Regions from separate parts of the Mus musculus genome. Here region 2 is linked to region 1. The links are chromatin contacts, called in public HiChIP or PLAC-seq maps. All regions are on one chromosome and are shown on one strand. Each heading gives the region's core, a stretch centred on a gene start, on an enhancer-like site or on the middle of the called end of the contact. The rest is flanking DNA. Distances are from core to core; before and after follow the strand shown.

What was found. HiChIP or PLAC-seq counts read pairs in DNA pulled down with a chosen protein or histone mark.
Region 2: a FOXA1 HiChIP or PLAC-seq map of pancreatic cancer cells shows a contact between it and region 1. The contact joins two enhancer-like sites. A contact is called at or near these places in 1 of 484 Hi-C or Micro-C datasets (embryonic stem cells) and 1 of 115 datasets of contacts at active chromatin or transcription factors (pancreatic cancer cells).

What each region holds. Positions count from the first base shown.
Region 1 is chr6:84,564,530-84,571,981 of GRCm38.p6, forward strand. It overlaps Cyp26b1 (cytochrome P450, family 26, subfamily b, polypeptide 1), which reads right to left. Exons shown (of 7, transcript NM_001177713.1): 7 at 6,885-7,452. Among named protein-coding and RNA genes, the nearest start is that of Cyp26b1, 26 kb to the right of the region's middle. Within about 2 kb of position 4,267, at least 36 of the 459 cell types and tissues checked have an H3K27ac peak or open chromatin away from gene starts, as enhancers often do. A contact at or near this core is called in pancreatic cancer cells, where this site is marked.
Region 2 is chr6:85,408,140-85,415,591 of GRCm38.p6, forward strand. No RefSeq gene overlaps it. Among named protein-coding and RNA genes, the nearest start is that of Noto, 12 kb to the right of the region's middle. Within about 2 kb of position 3,017, at least 28 of the 459 cell types and tissues checked have an H3K27ac peak or open chromatin away from gene starts, as enhancers often do. A contact at or near this core is called in pancreatic cancer cells, where this site is marked.

The DNA of each region.
Region 1 (7,452 bases), core at 3,017-5,516:
GGCAAGGAAGGCAGTCTGCTCTGCCCCCCACCCCCACCCCTAACTTCATCCTTGCCCTGGGCAGCATGCTGTGTGATGCCAGTGCGAGGTGGACAGTTTGTGGCTGAGCCAAGGGAAGGGAGTGGGAAAGGGCTGGCTTTTCTAAACCTGAGTCCTTACTGTGATCTTCTCCAATGCTCACCTAAAACTAGTCCAGTGTCCAGGTGACCAGGCTCCTGTTGGAGGAAGCTACCTTCCACATCAGGCTTTCCCGTGACCCTTGGTCTTCCTCCCCACTCTAATTCCTGGTCCCTTTGGGTCCTTCTGTGACGTTCCAGCAGCCCTGTCTCTATAGGGTCCCAGTGGCCCCAGAGCACTCAACCTGGTCATGTGATTTATCTGCTCCACAGGAAGGACAGGTTGCTTTGGTGGGGGTTAGGTGGGGAACTACTCTGAATCCTTTCTAATAGAGACCTCCATTCTACCATCTCCCTCTTAAAGGCTCTTCTCCTCCCTTTAAGCCACAGCCTTTCTATGTGGCCTGCAATTCTTCTTTCCTTGGCAAGAGCAATTCCAAGGTAGGTGCTGACAGGTTGTGGAAGGGGACTTGATCCGGCTAGTGCATCCTGCCATGAGTTCCAGTGAAAGGGGAGCGTGCTTGGAAGGAGGGAGGAAGATAGGAAGCTGCTGACCTGATCCTGCCCTGTCATGCTCCTAGGGCCCCTCTGAGTTGAAACCTAGATCTAGCTAGGGGACGGGAAAGTCTTGACCTTTGCCAAGGACCTCTCACCTGGTGTACTGGGAGGTTAGTGGAGCATGGTGGGGGAGGGGAGGGGTTAGGGCGAGGTATCGGACTACTGGGGCAGCCAGGGCGGGCCACCCTTAGTGCCACCCCTTCCCAGCACTTTCACTGTGGGTCCACTGCCTGTCAGTCAGTGACTGAGTCACAGATGCCCTGGGCTAGGGGCTGTCTGCCAGAAGCTTGACTCACTAAGGATGACTTGTTTGGCTGGCCCGTGCCTTCCTTTCCCTGTCACAACATGCCAAGGGTCTGCTGGAGCTCCCTCTTGGAACACCCCTCTCCTAGAAGCACCCCTTCCTGAAGCATTCTTCTCCTGGAGCACCCCTCTGGGGTACCCCTCTCCTAAAAGCACTCCCTGTAGCATCCTTCCTGGAACACCCGTCCTGGAGCAACCCCTCCTGGAGTACCCTTCTCCTGGAGCATCTTCATCCTGGACAGTTCCTCTCTCACATACGCTGCACCTTGGCTTCAGACTGTGACAGCCCATCCCATGGCGAGCTTCTTCCGGTCTATCCCAGTCCAACAGGATCCAGTGTGTGTGAGGCCTGTGCAGTCAGAGAGAGAATTCGTCCTCTCACAGTTGCCTGGATAGGCAAGCAGCCCCCCAATCCATGCAGCACCCCAGCCTCTTCGATTCCTCAGGAAGACAGAAGCTACACTCTGGTCTGGTAGTGATTCAAAGAGGTATTTTTCTCAACACCCCACTCAGTCACACCATTGGCCCCAAGGTGACATTTTTCTATTAACAAACAGCACGCACTTCCAGGCTAAGGACGTAAATGCCCATCTGTGATCTGGGGCCTTTGGAGTGAGGCCTCCTGGGGTCAGGAGACTGAAAAGCAGATGCTAAGCCTTATTCTCCAGGGTAGGCATCACCCTGTCCCTCAGAGGTGAGGCCCTCAACCATGGGAGTGGCACTAAGAGCCACCACGATCACTTCCCGGCCCCAGCCTTCCCACACCCTGTTGCCATCACTTCTAAGCACTGCTCAAAGCCAGCCCGGAGTCAGCCCTGACCCCCAGGTCTTTTGTAAAGCCTCCCCACCCTACATTCATGCTGCCAGCCGGCCCCTCGGGACACACCTTATGCTTAGTCCTTTGGTTGCAGCCCACACATGCCCTGACTTTTCTCTGCACTCACCTCGCCCCTCCCAGCCTCCCAGGCATGGCTCCTGACTTGCCAAGCTAAGATGCTGCAAGAGGTAAGATCACCCCTAGCCCAGGGGCCACCAAAAAGCCTGAGCAAGGAATGCTGGCACTGGCCCTGCGCCCGCTGCTCAGAGCCCCTTCATGGATGCTCTTGTCTGCTGCTCATCCTTCAGGAAGGTCAGGGTAAGGTCATGCCCAGTGGCTTCCTCCCAAACTGGGAGACGATGATAATTCCCTAGGCCTACGAGCAGCCACTCCACTGCCAGAAGAGGTTTCCCACCCCTACCCCACCCCCATTCTCCCCAACCCCAGACAATGAGGAATCCTACCTTCCAGACAAGGGATCATGGCTGTGTTACCTAGACTCAGAGCCAGCTGTAAAAGGGGACCTTAATGCTGAGGGAAATGAGGAATAAAAAAATGATCCCAAAGATTTTTTTAGTGAGATAGCTCCACCCACAACATGATGGCCATGCCGGGGACCAAGCTGAAGTTGAATCCTCAGGGTCCCTATTTTAAAAGATTTAGAATCCCCTGAGCTGGGAGCCAGAGACAGGAGGATTCTGGTGTTTGAAAGCCAGCCAGCCCATCTGTCTACTTGTGGAGTTCTGGGCCAGTGAGAGACCTCATCTGAAAAAGCAAGGTGGCCACTAGAGAAATGGCTCAGCCTTTAAGAGGCCCTGCTGCTTTCCCAGCTGGGATTAAGTTTGGTTCCCGGCACCCACTGCAAGGGGCTCACAATGGCATGTAACTCTAGCTTCAAGGGATATGATCTTTTCCAGCCTCCATTGGTATCTCCACACATTTGTACACACACACACACACACACACACACACACACACACACACACACATGTTTTAAAAAAAAAAGTGAGTCAGGCATGAAGGTCTTTAACCCCAGCAGTCTGAAGCAGAGGGAGATAGGTCTCTGTGAGTTCAAGGCCAGCCTGGTCTGTATAGCAAGTTCCAGATCAGCCAGGGATAGAGAGGGAAAACTTGTCTTCAAAATAAAAAATAAGGTGGATGGTTCCTAGGAACCACACTTGAGACTGACCACACAGACACACACATCTGCGCACATGTGCACCTATACACACATGCACACTATCTCTCACATTCTGCTGTTAGGGCCCAAACCTGCTAAATCTCCTCAGAACCTCTTTGGCGGGCTGTGGAAGCCAAGAACTCACTCCTTCAGGCTGGAACACACGCAAAACAAGGCCTCTCGGAGCCACTCTAGATCCCAGGCTGAGACCCCATGTTCTCCAAGGCTGCCTGGGCCAGACTCAGTCCCAGGCACTAGTCCAAGGCTAACATTTACTATCTCTCATCAATGGCTCTGCTCTGCCATCCCCTGCCATCCCGGGGGTACTGTTATTAGGACAGGAGCTCTGTGTGGCCCTGGGCCTGATGCCAACAAGGCCTTGGAGATGGCAGAGCCGGGGATGCCTGTGGGGTAGGTCACTCTCTGAGGACCGTGAAAGCTGTCACTCTCTAAAAGCTGCCTGCCAACTACAGCATCTGCACAGGGCATTAGCAGAGTGGGGATTCTCACAGAGACACGGCTCCAGGCCAGATTGCTCATTCTTTCTCTTTGCTTAAGCTTTGTATGTGTGTGCATGTGTGTGTGTGTGTGTGTGCATGCGTGTGTATGTGTGTGCATGCGTGTGTGCATGTGCTTGTGAAGCAACCAACCTATGGTCACACATGTGCGAAGATAAATGTAAGCCTGGGGCGTGGTGTTTGTTCCAGCCTCTTCAAGCATGGACCCTGTTGTAATTGAAAAGTAAACATGAAGGCAATAGCCACACTGCATTGCTAGAATCCAGAAGAGGTGCTGTCACCATGGGAGCGCTTGTGTATAAACTGTGACCTTAATCTTTACACGGTGGTACACACCCTGGGTGAATCCTTAGGAATATACTTCGATTCACATCATGGAGGTCAGCAAGATGACTCAGTAGGTAAAGAGATTGCCACAAAGTCTCCTGACCTGAGTCATTCCCCATTCTGGTGACCCACATGGTAGAAGAAAAGAAGTGACTACAAATTGTCCTCTGACTCTCGCGTGTACACTTGAAAAATATAGATTAAATAATTTTAAAATCACACAAATGTGTGTGCATATTAAAGCTTCAATTCCCCAGAACTGCCAAAATTACCATCATATACATACATATGTATGCAAATGCATATGTCTGTATGTGTGCCTCCTATTTCACATCCAGTCTCTACGGTGGCTCAGCCTTCTCCTTGGGCTCCTCCACCCTGCTCTCCCCACACCAGTGTGAGCCACTCACAGCGCTGCTATAGAGTTTCAAACAGAATCCTAAGGAAGCTGGGCAGAAACCTGGCCCCCAGAGTGCACGCCTGCGCAGCCCCTCCCCTGGGGTGTGAAAGGGACTCTTAAGACAGAATCCACGGTGACGATGTTCTCAGCAATGTAAAAGGAAGTAATGTCCCTAACCTGTTAATTTAGGTTGAGCGTTTTTCCTGAAGAAAGAGAGAAGGGAAGAAGGAAGGTGGGAGGGAAGACAGGCAAGCAGGAAGTACTTTGGCATAACCAGAGATCTCAAGGCCAGAGACAGGCTCGGGAGAGACACCTCCGTTAGCCCACAGGAAGCAACTGCCTCGGTGCAGTGCTATGTGGTAAGTCAGGAGGTGGCCTTTAAGACCAAGAACTTGAATCTTGCCACTGACCTGCTCTGGCCTCTGCTTCAGGCTGTCTGTCATGTACTGCCAACTGTCCCTACTCTGGGGCACCAGTTGGAAGAAGTCAGATACCTGGCCAGGGGTTGGTACATGACTCAAAGTGAGCCAATTAGGGTCCTTGCTCAAGTGGGGGTAGAGAGCCTGAGGCCTTCTGAGGGTATCAGCTCATAGTGAGATCCCCAGGATACACCCCAGGACCACCAGTCACCACCTGCCCTACTTACCTTATCTCACCAAGCCAGGGTCCCAGAGCAAGATATTTTGAGAAGGAAGGGCCTAGAAAACCTAGCCAGATCAATCAAGAAGAGCTGTTATGGGTGCAGCCCAGGACTCCAGCCTTCCAAACTACCCCTATTCCCTCCCAGGTTAGACAGCACCCTGTCCACACAGCCAGAATGAAGAGCTAGGAGGCCCAGGAGATAGCAGAGCCAGTGCAAGGTGGGCCAGCTCAGCCTCTTCTGGGGGACATGGAGTTGGAGGGGAGAAAGCTATGGGAAGAAAGGCCCCAGACTGCTCATTATTGTCCCAAGACCAGAGCCTAGAGCCTCAGCCAGGCATGAAGCCTGCTTTTGATGTCTCCTCCTCTGTCTCTCTCCTACCCTTTCCCCTCCCCCTCTTCCTCTTTTTGTTCCTGCCTGCTCCCTTTACTCCCTCCCCTGACTTGCCCCTTCCCTTTCTCTGTCTCCCTCCTTCCCTCCCAACCTTCAGGCATAGCTGGCTGCCTCTCACAGCTCACCCTGCTGGCCCTGAGGTCCTGGGCAGCCAAGCCCAGCCAAGGCCAAGGCAATTTTGGGAAAGGGCTGGAAGATGTCTGAATGTGGATCTTCTAAGTTCTCTCCAAACTGGTGCCCCAGTCCAGGGACAAACAGTGTCCCTGTTTATCTGTCCAGTGTCTGTATGCTCCTTTCAGGCCTGGGAAGCTCAGCCTACAGCTGGCTGGGGAAAGGGGAGGGAGAGCAGCTAAAGTCATTGTCCCCTCCCCACCACCACCAGCTCAGCACCATGTGGAAGGCAGGGAATGAGCTGATGAGGGGACCAGCTCCCCATCTGGCTCCCTGCCAGTGCAAGGCAGGGGGTCAGGCCAAGGGTAGCCCTGGGGCCCCGCTGCAGCTCCATTTGCTGTCACAGGGATGGATGGAACTCACACCCAGACAAACCATGGCCTCCCTGGAAAGGTTCCCAAGACATCCAGTCCCTGCATTGCTGCGACTGCTGGCTGGACCTGGGCCAGCCCAAGAGAGCTGCGGTGAGTACTGGCCACTACAGGGCACCTGTCCCCAGCCCTTCTCTTGGTTTCCCTGTGACCTTAGGAAGGTCACTGCAGGATTCTGCTTTTATGGAGGAAACAAATCCCCCCTGACTTTGTGGAAGGTGGAAGGATGGGGTGAGCAGATCCAGGGATGGGAGGTGAGAAGACCGCATTCACCATACAGAAGAATAGGTGCCCAAGGTCTGTAACTATCCTGCCCTAGTGCCACTATCGGCTTCTGTGATCCAGGCGGAACAAACAAGGCCCTGTGTCCCAATGCGCCTGGGCCAGGGTGCTGTGGGCAGAGCCATTGTGAGAAAGAACAGAGGCGACCACACAGTGACTTTTGTCAGGTGAGCCTGGCAGTGGCCACTCCAGGATTTGAGACTCCAGCTGTGCTTCCTGGCTCCTGGTCTCCACCCCCCACCCCACGACTCCCACAGCCCTAGTCCCTAGAACCCTCATGGACATTGCTTGTCCCCATCCTGTAGTCTTGTCTTTCCACAATCTCCACCCCAGGCCTCCTGGACAGTCAGGCTACGGATGGAGTGAACACCTGGCAGAGATGCTGGGGTCTGGGCATGTACATGATCCTGCGACACCCATGAAACAGATTTGGAGGATCATTTGCCTAGGCGAAAGGCGGAGCTCAGAACGGGGAGCCCCCTCCCGCAGCTCCCGTGGTTGTTTATGTCAGCCATCATAGCTCAAACTGATGAATAAGCCTTCAAGCTGTGGGTCATTGGGTCCGGTGCAAAGACCTGGCATATCTGGTCACAGTCACACTTGACAGGGGTGTGGCCTCCCTGCAGCCTGTTCCCTGTCAGGCCCTGGACCTTGTCACAGCTTGTTCCTTGTGTAGGAATGTGGAGCGGAACTCCACAACACATCCCAGAGCTTTCTCACAGGATGGTCTAGGCATTGCTGATGGGAATACGGAGAGCCCCAGGAGCCTTCTAACGAGTCTGAAGGGCGAGAGACCAGACAGCCAACAGAGACAAGGGTGAGTCCCCACAGTTTATTACGGAAGCCAATAAAAGAGCCACATTGAGTATTTCACAAAATGCATGGCATTCATTGTTGTAATATGCAACACGGAATATTATATACACATCAAAACCACACGACAGCCAAAACACACACACAGCACCAGCTCATACCAAAACGAGACACACAAGTGCTTTCTCAATATTAAAACAACTGTGATAAAAGCATATTAATATTTTGAACCATGTTTACAATAAAGAACAATTCATATTTTACTAAATAACAAATATTTAACAGCAAAAACTTTATACTAAATATCTATTTTGAATTATAACAAAAATAGTACTTATAATAGTTTATAAAGACAGACACAAAATTATAACATTTATGAAAAAAAAAGTTTTGTGTATAAAATAATAGAAATCTGGGCCGCATCAAAATGGCTGCCCAGGATGCACACGCCAGCGCCTAACTTTGAAAGTGCTTCAATCTGCAAGCCCGTGGCAGGAATTTTTGTGGGGTTTGTTTTTTTTTTTTAAATGTCAAGTTACAATAGTTAGGAATGTGAGACTACA
Region 2 (7,452 bases), core at 1,767-4,266, 840 kb after region 1:
TAGACTTTCACCTTAACTGTGGTAATCCTGTCATCTGCCCCTCGGGAACCACCCAGTGATATTGTAAAAACAATGAAGTCGGGGCTCTTGGATGTACCTCTCTTTCCCGTGCCCCCTTTCCTCCTAATCCTCTTGCTTAAGCCTATATTAAAATCTCTTCAATAAAATCTTCCCACTCTCCTTCATAAAACTGGCTAGTCCTGAAATTCTTTTCTGTGTCAAAATGACTAATCCTGTTTCAGCCCGAGCTGAGGTTCCTAAAACTCCAGAACTCCGCGGGCTGCTGAGGGTTATGGTGGGGATCTGGGCCTCAATTACCCATACGGAGTACAAGAAGGGGCCCACAGCACCAGGCTTGCTCTGTCTGGAAATGCCACACTACCAGTGTGGGCCAGAGGGGCTGTGCTCAGGTTTCCTGGTCTGGGCTGGGGGTGAGACAGACATGACTCTCGGCCTGGCTCCGACAGTGAAAGGTAGGAAGCAAACACAGGCCAAACGCTGGGCAGGGTCTAGCCTTGCAAGTCCATCCTATCCGCAGAGACTCCCACAGTATGCCCCTCTCTCTTCCTGCCATGACCTCTCTCATTAACTACTTGTAGAGCTACCTGTGTCTGTCTGGCTTGGAGCCTCTGAACCCCCTGCCTTCCAGAGTGAGGGTTTGTAGTCTACCTTCTAGCAGGCCAGCCAGGTCATTGAAGGTGTGTTGAAGTCTTGGTGGTGGTTTGGGCATCTCTCCAGCTCCATAATGAGCTCTCAGGGTGTGGAACCCACTGGCACCCATGAGTACCTGTACCCTGTACCCATCGATGGACAATGTGGTCGGGCATGTCCTCCTCAGCCTGGGAGGAGCCGCCATCATCAGCAAATCAAGTCCGAGGGTGTCTCCACCCTTCTGTCACCTCCCTGCTGACAACCTTGCTGTCCTTTCCAGGGACAGAGAGCCTCAACTGAAAAGGATGAGGGCCCCCACTAGCCTGCGGCCCTAGGGAGCCAGCAAAGCGGCCCAGCGCACTAATCCTCTGGCTGCAGCTGGCCGGGCTTGGCGGGGATTAGGCCGGGAAGGGCGCTGACCAGCCTGAGGCATCCGCGTCCTCCCGCGACTCAAATGCGGCATTTGAGATGCGGCGCGCGCCCGCCTGTTTGCTCGCGGAGCTGGCCTGGGGCGGGAAGCCGACTCGCAAGAGTATCAGAGATTAGGGGGCCCGCTTCAATCCCCTGGCCGCGATTCCGCCCGCGGGTGCGGGCCGCTGTAACCACTGGTCCCTGGGAGGGGGACACCCAAGGGAGACGCCGAGGGGCTCCTGCTGAGGACTAGAGAGGCTTCCCTCTTTCCAATGCCACGAAATTTGCAACTTGTCTATCCTCTGAAGTTCGAGCAGGTGGAAGGCCAACTCCCAGGGTAAAAAACGGGGTTGATTCAATTACCAACATAGGGGAATGGGAGGGACACCGGGAGTGGGGAAAGGAAGGCGGGGAGGAAGATGAGGGAAGGAGATTGGCACTGCTGCAAGACATGGTGGCACATGTTTGCAATTCAGCAGTGGGGAGATGAAGGCTGAAGGCTCAGAGTCAAGTTCAACTTACATCAGACAATTCAAGGCCAGCCTGAGCTACATGCTGTCCAGTTTCAAAAGGCTGGAGGAGGAGGAGGAGGAAGAAGAAGAAGATAGGGAGAGGAGGAGAGGAGAAACAAGGAGAAGAGGAAGAGAGGATAGTCTGGGAGAGGAAAGGGGAGCAATAAGGACCCCCCTTCTTCTAATCTCACCTCCAGCCCCTAATTTGCTGCCTCCAGGCCCAGTGCCTCTTTCCCCTTCTCACACCCCTTCTCCAGGCTGCCAGGGTAGATCCCGGCACAGGAAACCATGGTATCCAAAACACTGGCTGGTCCCCAGTCCAGCTCTGAGTTCTTGGTGTCCTGAAGCCTTCAGCTTCCTTTGGTCCTGGTCAGAGGTGTGTTTCTTAGTCTTAAGTCAAATTTCTGACAGGTGGAAAAGACAGTCACACACTCCTGGGTGCTTTGAGACTCACACAGAAGCCATGTCCCCACTAGATCCCAGCCCCTGCTCTCTGCCCTCCTTCTCTCCCTCCCTGCACCTTCCAGGTGTGGGCTGATTCCTTCCCTGTCCTGGTGCTGTTGGCTCCCAACCTATTCCTGCAGGCAGCCCTCCAGGTTGTCTTCTCCTCAGTGATCAAAGGAACAAACAGTGTCTGTCTCCATCTCAGCTGTCCAGCAACGAGGTGTCCTTAGCTTTCTCCCTTTCCCTTCAGGCCATATGTTAGGTTTTCTCAGGAGTCACACAGGGACTCCACCTTGCCTCACTCTGACCCCCACCTTTGGGAAACACAGATCGTGGCAATCAGTCCTCTCTCCGTGGAGTTCTAAAGTCTTTTTTCTTGCTATTCGGAAGTGCAAACTGATCAAATAAATCTGTGCCTAGCTCTGTACTCTCTGAACTCTTCATGCTGGTCTAAATTCCTTACAGAGTTGCTGCGGTTGGGTTCCCAGCTCCCTTATTCTCTGCTGCTCTCTGGGCACAGGGGCCTGCCGCATCTCCTACCCCATGAGAGCTTCATCTCCCGTAGCTTTGACCTGTAGGCCAAAATGGTCCCAACTCCTAGACTTCTGTGTGAGGGCCTGTCCCTCCAGTCTCATTCCCTTCCTGTCTAGTTACTGTGACTGCAAGATCCCGCCGCTTTGGAAATTAGGCGCCCCCATCAAGCGGTCTGCGGGCGCCCTCTGCCGCCCGCTGTGAGAGAGGACATTCTGCATAGGCCTAGCCCTGCACCCTTATTGGGTGTTTTCTTGAGTTCTGGCTGGAACAAAACCTGGGAGCGCAGATATTTCCAAAACAAAATAGTATGTCCGTCTAAAGGGCTCAGTACCACCTGGTGGTATTGTAGAGAAGAAGAGAAGGTGTGTGTGCGGGGAGAGGGGAAGACCCTCTGTGTGTGTATTGGGGGCGGGGATGAATCCAAGGAAGTGGTTATCAGACAACAAAAAGCTGGAGTTACAGACAGTTGAACCACCCAATGTGTGTAACTGAATAACTATTGTATGCAGACAGGTGGCGCTCTGAAGCAAGACTGTATACAATCAGGAATGGTCTGAAAGTTCACCTGAAACAATCAGACTAATCTTTGATTAACTGTTACTAGGAAATAATTACGGAGTAACTCTGGCCAAAGACAAGCCATGGGGTCCTTCTTGGTACATGTGTGCAGCTTGGGTTCTGCTGCAGGTCAAGTTTTCAGGTGTTTTTTTCTTTTTTTTTTTTTTTTGGGTTTTTTGGTTTTTCGAGACAGGGTTTCTCTGTATAGCCCTGGCTGTCCTGGAGCTCACTTTGTAGACCAGGCTGGCCTCGAACTCAGAAATCCACCTGCCTCTGCCTCCCATCCCGAGTGCTGGCATTAAAGGTGTGCGCCATCACGCCCGGCTGTTTTTTTCTTTTAAGATGGAGGCCGGTTCCAAGATGGAGTAGGAATGGCCTCTCAAAACCACCACACACAAGTAGACTTTTTTTTTTCCAGGAAAAATAATCCAACTGGGGCTGGAGAGATGGATCAGTGGTAATGAGCGCTCGCTACTCTTTCAGAAGTCCTAAGTTCAGTTCCCAGTACTTACAAGATTGCTTATAACCATCTGTAACTCCAATTCCAGGAAATCAGATACCTTCCTCTGGCCTCGGTAGGCCCAAGGCATACATACATGTGCCCAGCATGCATTTAAGCAAAATATTCATACACATAGAAAATGATCTTAACTGGATGTGTCTGTCTCTTTCTTCCTCTCTCTACTTAGCTCCTTAGCTCCTCCACATAGCCACTGGACCCAAAGAATAAATATTGCAAGTTGAAGGAAAACGCCAGATCATAAGACCCGGACCCAGAAGTGACACTGCGCCACTGATTCCGCTCTCTAGTGATGAAAGCAAGTCACTGGAGTTCGCTCGCCCAGCACCCACGTGAAAAGGCCTGGCACCTCCATCTGCCTCGGCGGAACTCCTGGGGCTGGGGGATAAAATGCAGCTCAGTGAGAGAACCCACCTCGAAACACCAGGTGGAACAACGCAGAGTATGGGGCTGAAGTCATGTAATCCCGGCATCTGGAAGGCAGAGGCAGGCAGATTTCTGTGAGGTCAAGAATAGCCTTTTCCGGCGGGCGTGGTGGCCCACGCCTTTAATCCCAGCACTTGGGAGGCAGAGGCAGGCGGATTTCTGAGTTCGAGGCCAGCCTGGTCTACAGAGTGAGGTCCAGGACAGCCAGAGCTATACAGAGAAATCCTGTCTCAAAAAAACAAAAACAAAACAAAACAAAACAAAAAAAGAATAGCCTTTTCTATGCAACAAGTTCTAGGCCAGCTAGGGCTACATAGAGATATCAAGTCTCAAAAAGCAAAACAAAACGAACCTTTGGCTTCCGTAGGCACATGCACACATATGTACGCGCATACACACTAAGTATGTAAATAAATGAACGTAAGGGCCCAAGCTAGACTGCTGAATGGGTAAGGGACACAGCCACATTGGTTCATGGTTCCAATTAAGGCTTGGGAAACAGCTAGCCTCCCCCACTTCCGCCTCAGGACCAACCAAGTCAGAATCTCCTACGTGGGACATCAGAGTAAGATCATTTGCTCCTCGCTAGGTGGTCCCTGAAAAGTCCAAGCCCTTCTATGGGGGAATCTCACCACATGGTTCCTCCCAGGAAAGGAGGGGGTGGGCTGTGTCCCTCTCATCTCTTATAGCTTGTGAAGGGGCTCAACCCTCTCCTCTCCTACCAGGAACTTGGAGATGGTGGCTTTTCTAGGCTATTCTTGGGATTCTGGAGTCTCTGAATCTATACCGCTTCCTAGGTCACCCAAAGGGGTAGCCCGTGGTGCAAGTGTGAAGAGCAAACAAATTAGTCAGGACACAGACTTCCTCACAGGACTCTCAGGTCTGTGCTGAGCAAACATCCAGCCAGGCCTCCAGCCCACTAGGAGAGCCCCAGGCTCTGCACCTGGCCTGCAAAATGAGCTTTCTCAGGGTGTCCATCACTCCTCCCTCCTGCCAGACTGTGCCCCTTAGGCTTAGCACCCCAGCCTTGGAGCCAGCGGCAAAGGCTAGCTTAGTGGATCGACCAGAAGTCCACTTGTAGAAGAGTGTGAAAGGTTACAATGGATGAAAGAAGATCTGAGCTGATCCTTAGGCAGACAGAACTTTGTGAGGTCCACATTGGCCTGCCTGGTCTACAAGCAGTTCCAGGCCAGCCCAGGCGCCATCGTGAGATCTGGAAAGAAAGAAAAGAGAGTTAGGGGGTCTGGTAGCACACGCCTGGTATCCCAGCTCTCCAGAGGCCAAGGCAAGAGGATTGCTGAGATTAGAGGTCAGCCGGCTACATGGACCCTGTTCAAAAAAACACACAAACCGACATAGCCATGAATAATGTTTACTCCCTACCCCAACTCTCTCCCATCTCCTGATCACCAAAAACAAAGTTTACCCTCCCCTCTAAGGGCTGTGAGTACGGAGAAATCAGCTCCGTTCAGGCTCAACCTTTAGTTTTCATTTTGGTGCTGTTATTTGTCTGTTGTTGTTTAAGATTTTTATCTTGAGAAAACTATGAACATCTTAGGGAGGCCTGGGCATTGGATGACCTGGAGCCATCTGAGGTACCTGTTGTAAGAACAGTACTCCCTCTTAACCACTGAACCATGTCTCTAGGCCCTGGGATGTGTGTGTGTGTGTGTGTGTGTGTGTGTGTGTGTGTGTGTGTGCGCGCGCGTGTGTGTGTTTAAACTCTGAGTGATCAGGCTTTCTTCTCTTGAGTACTGGGATTGATGAAAAGTGTTACCAGGTCTTGACATTTTTAAAAAACGTGTTTTTTTATTTTTGTTGTTGTTTCTATTGTTTTTTGTTGGTTGTTTGTTTGTTTGTTTGGTTAGCTGTAGACAGGATCCCACTGTGTAGCACTAACTGGACTGGAACTTGCTTCAGAGACCAGGCTGGCCTCAAACTCACAGAGATTTGCCTCCTGAGTGCCGGGATTGAAGGCATGTGCCATTATGCCTTTATTTGTAACTTTTAATTACATTTTATTTGTTTTTAGTGAGTGTATGTGTCTATATGGGTATGTATGGGGCACAGCGCATGTGTGGAGGTCAGAGGTCTACTTGTGAGAGTCAGTTCTCTCATTCCACTATGCTGGTCTTTGGAGATTTAACTCAGGTCGCCAGGTTTAGTGGCAAGTACCTTTACCCACTGAGTCATCTTTTCAGCCTTCATGGCCTCTTGCCTTGGCATTCCTAAGATTGGGATTACATGTGTAAGCCACTGTGGTCGTTTTTTCCCTTCTAGTGCTAGGATCAAATCCAGGGTCTCAAAATATGAAGCAAGTGTTCTATGATGAAGCCAAACCCCCAGTGTCTATTCTGCACGTTAGAGTTGGGCAAACCCATACTGAGTATAGACTACTGGCTATGAAAGAAGTCATGGGACTGGAAATGCAGCTCAGTTAGCGGAGTGCTTCCTAGCATGCAAAGAGCCCACTGCATATACTAGGCACAGTGGAACACAGCTTCTATCCCAGCACTAGAAGTGGAGGTGGAAAGAAGATTGAGGTCATCCCCATAGAGTGAGTTCAAAGCCAGCCTGGGCTGTATGACATCCTGTCATGAAGCCAGTCATTTAGTTGACCAGGATCTATTTTCTACTCATGTGAAATGAGAATAAAGTTCCAACTGAAGAGGGGTGGGGTCACAGGGATGCCTGAGTACCTTGTGGCGTGTGCAATGATAACAGGTTGGGGGCACTTTTCTTTCTACTCTTTTTCAGAAACTGGCTGGAGGGAAGGGGGAGAGAGAATTCAAACCCAGCATATCTGCACTGCCGAGAAAGGCGCTGACCCTACCTTGAGCTATTGTATGGCCACCAGGACCTGGATGTGCAGAGCTCGCACCAAGTTTTGCCTTTGGGGTAGGCGCCTCCTTCAGTGGGTCCTTGGTGTCTTTTTCAACACAAGAAAGGGCTTCAACTGATTTGCTGCCAATACCAAAGGGGTTCCAAGTGGATACAGCACGGACTGTTTCAAGCCTGGCATTGTGGCATGTGCTTATAAACCCAGCACTTGGGAGTTCAAAGCCATCCTCAGCTACATAAACAAGGGCAAGGGCAGCCTGGGCTACATCCTGCCCCTTCTCTCTGACCTATCCTCCTTTATCTCAGTCATTCTTAAAGTCACCAAGGTGCAGACCAGCTCTCTTTCCTTCAGAGTTCAACAGGACTCAGGGACTTTGGTAGACCTGGCTCGCTTTGGACTTAGCTAAAGAGGCAGGTCTCTGGGCAGCCTTCTCACACCTCTGGAGATACAGGGCTATTGGCTCAGATACTTGGAAGACTGAGGCAGAAACACCAAAAGCTCAAGGTCTGTCTGGGCTAGCCTGGACACTTTAGGAAGTCCCTGTCTCCAAGTAA